Regions from separate parts of the Callithrix jacchus genome. Here region 1 is linked to region 2. A link is a contact called in public Hi-C data. All regions are on one chromosome and are shown on one strand. Each heading gives the region's core, a stretch centred on a gene start, on an enhancer-like site or on the middle of the called end of the contact. The rest is flanking DNA. Distances are from core to core; before and after follow the strand shown. Region 1 overlaps LOC144577473 (a long non-coding RNA gene). Region 2 overlaps WDR25 (WD repeat domain 25).

Region 1 (5,738 bases), core at 307-2,806, 210 kb after region 2:
AGCTGTGGATGGCTGCCATGCCAGCCACTTCCCTGCTGGCTCTGCCAAGCCTTGTCCCCATGGGGCCACCCTCCACCCTGGCCCTACTGTACCGGAGGGGAGGCTCCAAGGTCCAGGAGGTGACTTTTCACGTGGGAAGCCAGACCAAACCACTGGGTTCCATTTTCCTGCTCCAGGGAAACAGAAAATCTGGAACCCATGAGTTGTCATGGGGGACTGAGGGGACAGAGGGGACAGGGCCACCTCAATCCTGTCCCCCAAGACCTGAGGCAAAGATGTAGAAGGTGTGGGGCAGGCAGCAGGACCAGGTTCACTCCCAGAAGCCCAGGCTTGGTGAACTAGGGGAGCCTGAGGCTTCAGGGTCATCGGAGAGAGTGAAAGGCCGTGAGAGAGCTCTGGTGACCTCTTTGCACACCTGCTCTGGGCTCAGCTGTGATTCTAGGGACTATCAGCAATTGGAGGGGAGTGTCCCTCCCCACTGAGAGACCTGGAGAAGGACAAGAGCAGACAGCCCTGCAAATGACTCATCCCTGCCCTCCAAGCCTCAGTGCCCTCATCTGTGAAATGGGTATAATAAGAGCGTCCCTCTTCATAGCGTTGCAAGGATGAAATGAGATAACACATCGAGAGCTGTTAGTGTGGGCGGCCAGGCATGTAGTAAGTGATTAATGGTCACAGTTATTCATGTTATTATTCATATCCCCAGAGCCTTGCCAGACGCCCTTTGGCTTCTTCAAGAACATGCACTGAGCTGGCCTCACTGCAGCGTGGTTTACTTGTGCTTATCTTCACGAGGTCATTAAGAAGAGGCCCGAAGAGGGCGAGGGCCGGTTCTCAGGCTGCCTGCTGCCCTGGCCAGGCCGTTTCCTTCTCCAGGGCCACCTCTGCTAACTCTTCACAAGAAACAAGGTCATATTCCCTCGTCTAAGCAAGGGAGGAAACCAAAGGCAGCTTTGATATGTCAACTTGGGGAACAAGCTGCCGGCGCAGCTCACGCGCGCTGCTTTCTGCCTGAGCAAATGGCTCTAAATGGCGTACTTCAGGCTCTCCTCTTAATGTGCTGGGTGTTTATGATTTTTTAAAAAGTGCCTCATCAAAAAAATGCAATAGTGATGTTCCCAACTCAGCAGCGGCGTTTTAGGAGAGATGAATTATTCACATCAGAGATGAAACCGGGACTGTACACACTGGGCCAGCTGAAGCAGTCCCCTCCCCGGGAACTATTTTTATCTTCTCTTACAGTCTTTCATCTTGGGAGACACGCGGTTAGCAACGTAAGGGGAGCCCAAGCTGGCAGGATGTCAAACCCTGAAGTACCAGGCGTCTTGGAGCCTCTGCCTGGAGTAGGAAATCCGAGGAACCGGAAGTGTGGAAAACAGGGCCGCAGCGACGTGAATGAGGATGATTGAGGGATTCTGGGGACTCCCAGTTTCTTACCCTCGGAGGCCTCTCAAAGGCTTCACCATTGTCGAGCCAGGGCACCATGAAGCTATCTTGCCCTTTCTTTTCCTGGCATCCAGTTATTCCCCACCTAATAATGCGTGGAGCACTTGGGAAGGAGTATGGATTCTACATGGTGCGCATGGAGCAGCAGGCCCTGAGGAAGGAAGGGATTTCATTATCGCAAGACCAGCAGCGCCCCAAACTGCACAGGCCTTGACAGTCCAGCATCACCACACTCAACCCTTGCCCATTTGCTTTAAAAAGCACCTAGACCCACACTGTCTGAGATAGCAGCCATGAGCCACTGGGTACTGAGCACTTGAAATGCGGTTGGAACCAAGCTGAGAGGTGCTGTTAGTGCAGTGGCACACGGGACTCCAAAGACTTGGCTCAAAAGGAGAGTGGGAACTGTCTCGCTAATATTTTTATATTGATTACACATGGAGATAATATTGTGAATACATTGGGCTAAATAACAATATATTGTTAAAATTAACTTCACCTGGTTGACAGCCAGATGAAATTTACTTTTCAAAACATGTTGCTAGAGATTGTGAAATTACCTGTGTGGCTCACTGTATGGTTTTATTTATTTATTTATTTATTTATTTTTGAGATGGAGTTTTGCTCTTTTTGCCCAGGCTGAAGTGTAATGGCCTGATCTCAGCTTACTGCACCTCCTGGATTCAAGTGATTCTCCTGCCTCAGCCTCCTGAGTAGCTGGGATTACAGGCATGTGCCACCATGCTGGGTTAATTTTGTATTTTTAGTAGAGACGGGGTTTCTCCATGTTGGTCAGGCTGGTCTTGAACTCCTGACCTCAGGTGATCCACCCGCCTCGGCCTCCCAAAGTGCTGGGATACAGGTGTGAGCCACGTATCCTAGCTCTTTGGGAGGTGCTGGCCTCATTCTACATTTTTATTGGACAGCACTGCTCTAGAAAGGGAGCTAGGAAGCTAGTAACTAGTGGCTGACTCTTGGTGGTAGATTTACAAAAGCCTTCCCTCCCTCCTTTTTAAAATAAGGTTTTTCTGTGTTTTCTAAGCTTGGCAGAAATGCCAAAACTAGCCATTCTTGCTTTATATCTGCAAAGGCACAACCACTATTATTTTTAATGACTCTCAGAGCTTGTTGGGAAATGGGACGGAGTTAAGCAGCTTCCCTGAAGCATCAGTGTCAGCAACCATGCTATGAGGAGAGTCAGGGAACAGCAAGAGCATTGGGGGCTCTGAGGACCCCAGAGATTGGAACTGTGGCTCAGGGTTCGAGAGCTCAGGTAGGAAGCAGAACCTCAGTGAGGGGTGACGGGGAAGCTTATCAGTGAAACACAGGAAGTGGCTCCAGTGATGGCTTCGGCCTGGCGGGGTCTTTTCCGGTGTACGTGGCAGGAAGCTGTGCTATTCCTGCTGGACGTCAGCTCCTATCTCTCCTGGGGGGCGGAGGCTTCTCTGGAGTGGGGCCAAGACCGGGAGGCCCAGGAGAGAAAAGGGCCTGGGATCTATCTCCCAGTCAACACGATGTTGTAATAGAAACATAGCCAACAGTCACTCAGTGCTTATAACGGCGCCAGGTGCTGCTTCACATACCTTCCATGTTTTAACTCATCTATTCCTCAATTGCAATCTATGAGACAGGAATTACTCTTGTCCCCATTTTCACAGATGAGGAAACAGGTACAGAGCCGTGGCGGAACCTGCGCTGGATCTCGGGTAGAAAAACACGCCCTTGGTGACATGAATTTACCCCCTCGGCCACCAGGGGCGCTGTCCGCGCAGCCTGAACTCCAGACCCGCTCTCTCCGACGGAAACCGAACGGAAGCCACGTTTCCAAAAAGTACACAAGACCAGTGAAATGAGCGTTTTGTATGTTTTTAACTCGGTATATCCAGATAGCATCATTTTGACATGTAACCTACACAACATTTATCAATGAGATACTTTGCATTCTTTTTTGCTAGACTAGGTCTTGAAATCCAGCATGTTGTTGGTACTTACGTGCACTTCAGACCCGAGTTCCATTTTAGGCACTCGGTGACCGTATGTGGCTCGTGACTCCTGTATTGGACAGTTCAGCCACTAAAATCAGAAAACTAGCCCGGGATGGCGAATTGGTCCATCCAGTCTACCAACCCTGGTTGTTGGCGCTGGTGCTTAGAGGCGTGCTGCGATTGATTAGCAATGTCTGCTGTGGACATGGAAGGGGGGCTGGGGGAGGATCTGTGTCTCCTGTATACTGACTGACGGTGAGCCATGCCTGCGCAGTGCAAAGGCACCTCTGTATTCCTGTGGGTGGGCATACACCAAGGGTCATGGTGACCTCCCCCTCCTCTGCCCTCCTGTGGGTTTTACTGTGTGCAGTGGGCCAGGCTCCAGGGGTACTGACCCTGGGGTTCTGTGTTCACATCCCTGTGCCTCTGTTTTCTGGCTGTGACTCCAGATGAGCCACTATACTTCTGCAAGCCTCAGCTTCCACATCTGAAAAATGGGTGTAATAACCACTGGGTAGTGGGACTGCTAAATATATGAAGAATTGGCACAGAATAGATGTGGAGTGAGCTGTGGCTCCCAATTCTTCCTCCTGCTTACCCCCAGTTCCCTCAGGACACACTCAAAGTCTGCCCTCACCAAAAACCCTCTCGGGAGGCAGATAGCTCCTTACTGCGCCTGCCTGGCGATCTCTCAGCTCCGACCAAGGCTGAGTGAGGCGTCCTGCTTGCTGGCTTCCAGCAGTGCCCTTCTGTGAGCCCCTTCTGTCAAGGACAAGGACAGTTTCAGCGCTCAGCAGCTAGCACAATAGCCCTGCCCCCATCTCTGGCTGCACGGCTGGGCTCCAAGTGGGCTCTCACCTATCGCACAGCCGATGACGCTTTATATACTCTGCTGCTCCCTTTTCGCTTTTGTTTCTTTTTGAGACAGAGTCCTGTTCTGTCACCCAGGCTGGAATGCAGTGGCACGGTCTTGGCTCACTGCAACTTTTGCCTCCCAGGTTCAAGCAATTCTCCTGCCTTAGCCTCCTGAGTAGCTGGGATTACAGGCATGTGCCACAATGCCTGGCTAAATTTTTTTTTGTTTTTAGTAGATACAGGGTTTCACCATATCAGCCAGGCTGGTCTTGAACTCCTGACCTTGTGATCCACCTGTCTTGGCCTCCCAAAGTGCTGGGATTATAGGTGTGAGCCACTGCGCCTGGCCCTGGTCCCATGTTTTTAAAGAACCACCCCCTCTTCCCGGCCTCCCATTAGGAAACTGACTCTCCTCCTGCCCAGTCCCATGGCCTGTGCCAGTTAGCACCTCTCCCAAGACACCTTGGGCCCCCTTCTGGGGAGGAATTTACATCCAGCAACATCTGGCAGAGAATGAACTGTAAATGGTGAACGCGCTGGCGAGGCAGCAACTCCAATTAGGAAGCAACCAGATTTTTCTAAGTATGACGGGAAAGGAATGCTCTGGCCAACAGAGTTTAATCAGAATGTTTTATGCAAGATGTATCCCTGACCCTGGCAAATCTTCCCCTTCTTGCTGGAAATTAAACAAATATATTGTCAGCTCGGATTCCGATGAGCGCATAAACAGATGCGGGCCGGTCCCACATGAGGTTGAGGGGTTTCAACGAACTGAGATGAGCAAGGAATGGGCTGGAAGCTCTGCTTTGTCCTCTGGGCTTGCAGCCACTCCTGCTATGTGCTGGGGGCCCGAGGAAAGCAAAGGCTTTCTGTCTTTTCTGTGGCGTCTCTGCGTACCGCACCCCCAAAGCGACGTTTTTCCTCCTTGTGGCCCTGTAGTGTGAATGACATCCCAAGTTCCCTTTAGTTCCAGCTCCTGCCACCCTGTCCTTCGAGCATTTGCCCCGCATCTGTCTCCCCTGGCAAGCCGTTCTGATGTGTCTGCACAGCCCTGGTATCCAGGACAATGCCTGGCACACAGCGGACCTTGAACAACTGTTTGTGAGAGGAAGAGGGAGGGTGGGAGGGTGAGGTCTGGGGACTCTGCCTTCCAGGCGGTTCCGTGATCAAAACCTGACTTGCTTCTGAGTCTGGGGAGCTGAGCTGCAACTCAAGCCAGGTTGCAACTCTGTGAGGCACTGACCAGGAAAGTGGGCACTGCCCACTGTTTACTGACCAGGAAAGTGGGCAGAATGGCAGGTGGTCGCCGTGAGAATTACTCCAGGCAGCCACTCAGCTGGCACAGATGAGGCATGAGCTGGTGGAGGTGGCAGTTGGTGGCTCAAGTTCCATGGGAAGCAACACTCACTGCGCTGAGTGCCTTGGTGGCAGTGTGGGGGAAAGACGTATGGG
Region 2 (5,977 bases), core at 2,944-5,443:
CTGGCTTTCCTTTTAGGCCGGCCAGGCAGCCTCTGAGTCAGGTGTTCAGTGTTTCTTGGCTTGTGGAGGCCTCTGCGTACCCCAGACAAGTTTCCTGCGGGTCAGTCTCCTGCGTAGCTTGGTCTTACTTTGCCATGTCATTGGGTCCTTCCTGGGATTGTGTTCCACCTAGGAACATCTGGCTGGGCATCATAGGTCCCGCCCTTGAGCTGTGGAGGGTACATGTGCACCCTGGAAGCAAAAGCTCTGGCTCCCAGAGGGCCTTGGTTTGCTAGGTTGGCCCTGCCTTCAGTTGCTGTCCTCGTGCCACACCATATGCTGAGCCATCTGTTCTGCCTTTTAGTTTTGGAAAATGTGGCACAACAGTTAGAGTCTTGCCTAGAAGAGCGCTGAAGGCCTTTTAGCACCGGAGCTGTGGCTTAGCCAGTTGGGTCCCTTTAGTGCTCGGTGAGGGGCTGGAGCTGGAGTAAGGGCCTGGTGCTCGCATGTTGAATGCATGTGTGCATGTTTGATTATTGAGGCTTGAGGGCTCAGGAGAGTGGCAAGAAAGGAGGAGGTGGAATGCAGAGCAGGGACTTCTTTCCAGGGCCCAACCCACACGTTGGTTTTGCTCCTGGAAGAGCACCTGGCTGTGGAGAACAGGTACCTTCTGCCCACGCTGCCATGGCCCAGCCTCAGCCCCATCCTCTTTTCAAGAGACCCCAAAGCTTGGCTTTAGCCAGACCCAGACCCACATCTGAGATTCCTGTCTGAGCCTGCAAAGTGTTGAGCCTCACTGTTTCAGTTCTTGGGTTTCAGTGCCGACGAACTGGTACTATAGTGGCATAAAAACCTACCCGAAGCTGGGCTCCTACATCATCTTTGGTGCTTACTAGCTGTGTGGCCTTGGGCAAGGTGGGTTGCTTAACTTCTGGCAGCCTTGATTTCCTTACTGTGAAGCAGGGACACACCTCTTAGCAGAGAGTGGTTGTAGGGATTTGGGTGGCATGTGGCTAGCATCCAGACACTTGGGCATTGGTTGCCATTATTATTAGTAGTAGTAGTATTACTGTTATTACTACTGATGTCACGGTCAGCACTGCTGTTAACCCCTTTCTGTTCCTCTGCCCACCCCCACCCCCACCACCACGTTTACCCACAGCTCTGGTGTTATACACCCGCTTAGTGAAGAAGAGAAGAGAGGAGCCAGCTCAGAGCATTTGTCTGCCCAGCTGCTCTCTGCCCTGAGCTGACCATCAAGGATGCTAAGGGGCTCAAGGAGGACCAAACCTCCTTATCTTTGCCTTCTCATCCTTTTCTCTCCTGACACATCATTGTTTTCTCAAAAGAAAAAAAGAAATAGACTCTGGGAAATAAATCCCCAGGCCCTGTTTCAGATGATTGTCCCATTTCTAAACTTGAGTTAATAAGAATAAACAAAGTAGTAGGTAGATTTGCACAGGAGAATACTTTTATTCTGACAATTATGTAAATATTTATGTGTTCTGGCTTTCTTATTTTGTTGCTGGTGTCTAATTTCCAAGTCTCATAATGAAGTGTAATTTGGAGAAGCTTTGCAAAGATGGGCACGCAGTGAAATAATTTGATTTGTTCAGTAAACTTGGTTTCAGTTATTCCTTTTCGTGAGTTGTTTTAGAGCCCCTTCAAATTCTTTGTGATTTGACAACAGCTTTCAGCCCAATGAAGACATAACTCTTAGGCATCGCCAGGCATTCAGAAGAGGTTCATAATATTGTCACTTCATAAGAAAATGCATTCATTGGTAGGATATCCAATTTATGGGCTTCGAATGGATTTCTCTTTGTAGTTTTAGCCCTCTGTGCTCCTGCCATTCTCAAGGCTATGAGTAAGGTTTTTTAATTAACTCAAATTGAATGGAATGAGCTTTTATTGAACTCCCACTCCATGCCAGACACTGGCTCCTTAACCCTTGCACTGCCCTGTAGGTGACTGTGGGGAGCTGAGCCAGAGTAGGTTATGCCCCATGCCCACGATCATTCAGCTGGCAAAACTGGGAGGTGGGATTTGAAATTAGGTTTGATTCTTAGGCTTTTTCATCCAAAGCTGATTATAGGCAGAGTTGATTAAGGAGAAGAGAGAGGTTGAGTGGCTTTCATGTTATTTCCGTTAATCTTGTTTAGTCTTCTTAGCCACCCCATGAAGTTCATTACATTTTCCCTATTTTATTTCTGAGGAAAGTAAGACTCAGAGGGGTACAGTGATATGCTCAGTGTCACACAACTGGTAAGAGGCAGAGCTGGGATTTGAACTCAGAACTGCCTGGCTGTGGGCCGGGTGTGGTGGCTCAAGCCTGTAATCCCAGCACTTCGGGAGGCCGAGACGGGTGGATCACGAGGTCCAGAGATTGAGACCATCCTGGTCAACATGGTGAAACCCCGTCTCTACTAAAAATACAAAAAATTAGCTGGGCATGGTGGCGCGTGCCTGTAATCCCAGCTACTCGGGAGGCTGAGGCAGGAGAATTGACTGAACCCTGGAGGCGGAGGTTGCGGTGAGCCGAGATCGCGCCATTGCACTCCAGCCTGGGCAACAAGAGCGAAACTCCGTCTCAAAACAAGCAAACAAATAAACAAAAAGAACTGCCTGGCTGCAAAGCCAGAGTTCCTTCTAGAACTCCTCTAGGGTTCTGCACTTCCTTTAGCACATGGCCAATTGACCACCTGCCCACAAAAATGGCCTGGCCTTGCTGGCTAGGGCACCCTCCTGCAGACGGAGGCGAGGAGCAATGCGGAGTGGGACTGGACATTGGTTTCCTAGCTCTATCCCTCCTGGGCTAGTGAAGTCCTTATTTCTGACCCTCACTGCACCCACTGGTGACTGGTGACAGGATACCCTCCTGGGTTATTGTTAGGATCACAGACAACATGTGTGAGGCACCTGGCACTCGGTGGGCATTCAGGAAGTGAAGGTGTCTGTTGCTTGTCAGAGTGTGTGGATGGCTCTGGCCTTGGTGAAGAAGCTGCTGTTGCTTCAGCCCCCGGACTCCTGTGCATCACAAGGCTGATTCAGTGCAGACAGGTGACTCATCTGATGGCATTTTGTGTGGCATTGTGCAGTTCAGCCTGGCACAGCATACCTCACCCATGGCAGGTATTCAAGAGCCATTAGTGTTTATGAAGGTGATAAAATTGCCAAGATAGAGGGAAGTCATCAAAATAAGAGCCTTCGCCTGTCTCGTGAAAGTTCACTTGTAAACTTAATGCCTGTGGGTCTGCTGAAAAAGCGCCACCTGGATTTCTTCCTGGACACAGAGCTGTCTGGAAGGGCAGCTGGACAGCCCCTGATTGCCATGTGGGGGTGGATGCTTTTTATGTGACAATGAGTTGGAGAAATTAACAGTGGTCTTCAAGGTATTGTGCTCAGCTTAAGTCTTTGAATTGCCATAGCTTTAAAATGAATACTAGAAATAGTTATATTTCTAGGATATTTTCTAGGATATTTCTAGTATATTCCCTATTTTCTCCATTCAAGATAATAAACGTTATCTTGAATGTTTTAGGGTTTTACAGCAAAAATTCCTCCCATTTGTAAAGCATGCTGCAGTGAATGGGAGAAAAGTAGCTGGCAGCACTTTCAAGCACTGTGGCAGAGGCTAAGGGAGTTGCCCAATCCAACTTCCAGCTGGAGAAAGCCTGGGCCCTGACTTCCGGTGCATGTTCAGGTCCACCTGTCAAGGATAGGATCCACTGTTAAGAAACAAACGTGGGAAAGTGTCGTCTGAGAGTCCCTGAAAGCAGCATAGTTACTTTCGAGTCCCTCTGATAAAGATAGAACACTTAATTTAGGCATGTTTCAGGATTTCAGAACATTTGGAGTAGTCCTGGGTGGAAAGCAGTGTTTTCCTTTTTCAATTTCATCCTGACTCTGTTCCTCTCTTTATGTGTGTCAGTCATAGCAGGGGAGTGTTTTCCTCTTGGATGCGTTTGCACCTGGCAATTTGAATGTGCAGGAATTCCTTGATTGCAAAATAGCTACTCTCAAAATGCAGACAAGCAGTCACACTCAGGGAGCCCTTCGGTCACGGCAGCAGGGTGGCGCCAGACACCTGGCTTTGAGTCCCATGGAAGCCTGCGACTTAGTCTGTTCTGAGCTGCTGTTTACAGGCATATAGAATGGGCTGTAGGATAGGATCCTCAAGGTTTGGGGGCTGGGAGGGGCTGGCTGGCATGATTCAGCATGCTAGCTCTCTGGGGGCTCTGCTAAGCACTGAGGGTCACTGGGAGAAAAATACAGGCCCCACTTTGTCCATGTGGAAGGAGCCCAGGCTGCCCCGGTTGCCATACTCACCCTTCCTGGCAATCTTCACCTTCTGTTCTATTTAGTCTCATTCCCTGTTTTTATTCCCTTCTTTTTTTTAGGGAGAGCCAGAGCAGCAATTCTCATGTCGGGATTATTTGGGAGATCCACATTACTTCTGATTATTTACGAAGGGACAGGCCAGGGGGAGGTAACCACTCAATAAATTCGTCAGCGAGGCAGCTGGAAGGATGTGTGACAAACAGACCAGGCTGTCATTTGACCAGAGATTATCTGCACTGGGATTGTTCCCCCAGGATAGTCCTGATGACAAATGTAATTGACATTTTTTATTAACCCTGAGATGATTAAAGAAGCTGCTGCTGAATTTGTGTTAAAGTACCTGGTCCCTGGCATTTTGAGAAAGGGATTCTACAGCCTGTGTTTACTTCCTGTTCATCACTTTAATCAACCAAGACATACAGAACCCTGCCTGGTTTGGTCTTGAAACTGGGCCAGGGAGATAAGACTCTGCTTCCTGGCTTAGGTTTCCAGAACCTGGTATGAACATCACGGGGGACATGTAGGAGGCACTCACTCTGTTCATTTACCACGCAGTCATCAAACGTTTGCTGAGCTCCTACTGTGTGTGAGGTCCTTATGTGTGATATCGAGCTCTGCCTCCTTGAAGAGTGCTCACTGTAGAATGGGGGCTAGACAGATGTTTATGGGGATGATTGTGTGAACCAAGCACTTTAGGGGAGGACTGGGCCCTCACTGCCCAGGGGGTAGGGTGGGGCTGGAAAGGCAGTGCAGGGGTGGTTTGTGTCTTACAGGAAGGGGGTCTCCTTTCCAGACAGGTCTTACCTCTGGAGCTTCCCAGGCAAAGGCTGGAAGTGGCATTGCCCAGAGAGTGGGGTTCTTGGAGTGCCAGAGTGCGGGCACACAGAGGGGCAGCAGGGGAGGGTGGAGGCACACAGGGGAGCTTGGCTGGGCCCTGCCCACGGGCTGGGGGCTACGTGGAGCACAGTGTGGGCTCTGCTGCTTCCTAGCCTGCCCGCTGAGTTACTGAAGCTCTTGGTTTTGGTTTTCTTATCTGTGAAATGGGACAATCCTACTTTCACTCCTGTCATGGGCTGCTGCAGGATGAAATGACAATAGGAGGAAAGCCTCTGATTGATGCTTGGTCTGCAGAGCCTAGTCAGCAAGCATTTGCTGTGGTGATGGGATGGAGGAAGCAGAGGGAGGTTCCTTCCTAAAAGCAGTCTCAGTAGCAGTGGCCAGGCATTGAGCACCTGCTGCATGCCAAGCGCCGGGCTGAAGGCATTGCACTGACTTGCTGTTAGCTATTGCTATTCTCATTTTATAGCTGAGAAGCTTCTTAGAGGGTAAAGCAGTTGCCTAGGGTCACATATAGTTAGAGAGGGGCGGAGAGAAGATCTGATACCCGGCTGTTGCTCCCAAGGGTTTCATTTCAGCAGTGTAGGGACTGGGAGGTGCCAGGAGGAGCAGGGCTATGGGGAGGGCCAGCTCTGACTGTGGCCAGAGCCATACTTGAGCTCTTCTCTTAGAGGAATGGGCTTGGGTTGCAGAGTGTGTTAGGAAGTGACCTGTCACAGGGAGTGTGCTTGTCACACTGCTCCTGGATGGACTGATACATTGAATACTTCCTGAGCACCTGTTTTGTGGCCAGCCCTCTGCTGGGGGTATACACATTCCC

What was found. A called contact is a pair of places that touch in the nucleus more often than the background predicts.
Region 1: a contact with region 2 is called in a Hi-C map of induced pluripotent stem cells, with 3 times the contacts expected there. The contact joins two enhancer-like sites. A contact is called at or near these places in 3 of 3 Hi-C or Micro-C datasets (induced pluripotent stem cells and skeletal muscle).

Annotation. Positions count from the first base shown.
Region 1 is chr8:135,548,150-135,553,887 of calJac240_pri, forward strand. LOC144577473 (a long non-coding RNA gene) reads left to right here. Exons shown (of 2, transcript XR_013521542.1): 2 at 707-2,005. Among named protein-coding and RNA genes, the nearest start is that of DLK1, 61 kb to the right of the region's middle. Within about 2 kb of position 1,557, at least 2 of the 16 cell types and tissues checked have an H3K27ac peak or open chromatin away from gene starts, as enhancers often do.
Region 2 is chr8:135,338,493-135,344,469 of calJac240_pri, forward strand. The region is part of intron 2 of WDR25 (WD repeat domain 25); the gene reads left to right. Among named protein-coding and RNA genes, the nearest start is that of WDR25, 63 kb to the left of the region's middle. Within about 2 kb of position 4,194, at least 3 of the 16 cell types and tissues checked have an H3K27ac peak or open chromatin away from gene starts, as enhancers often do.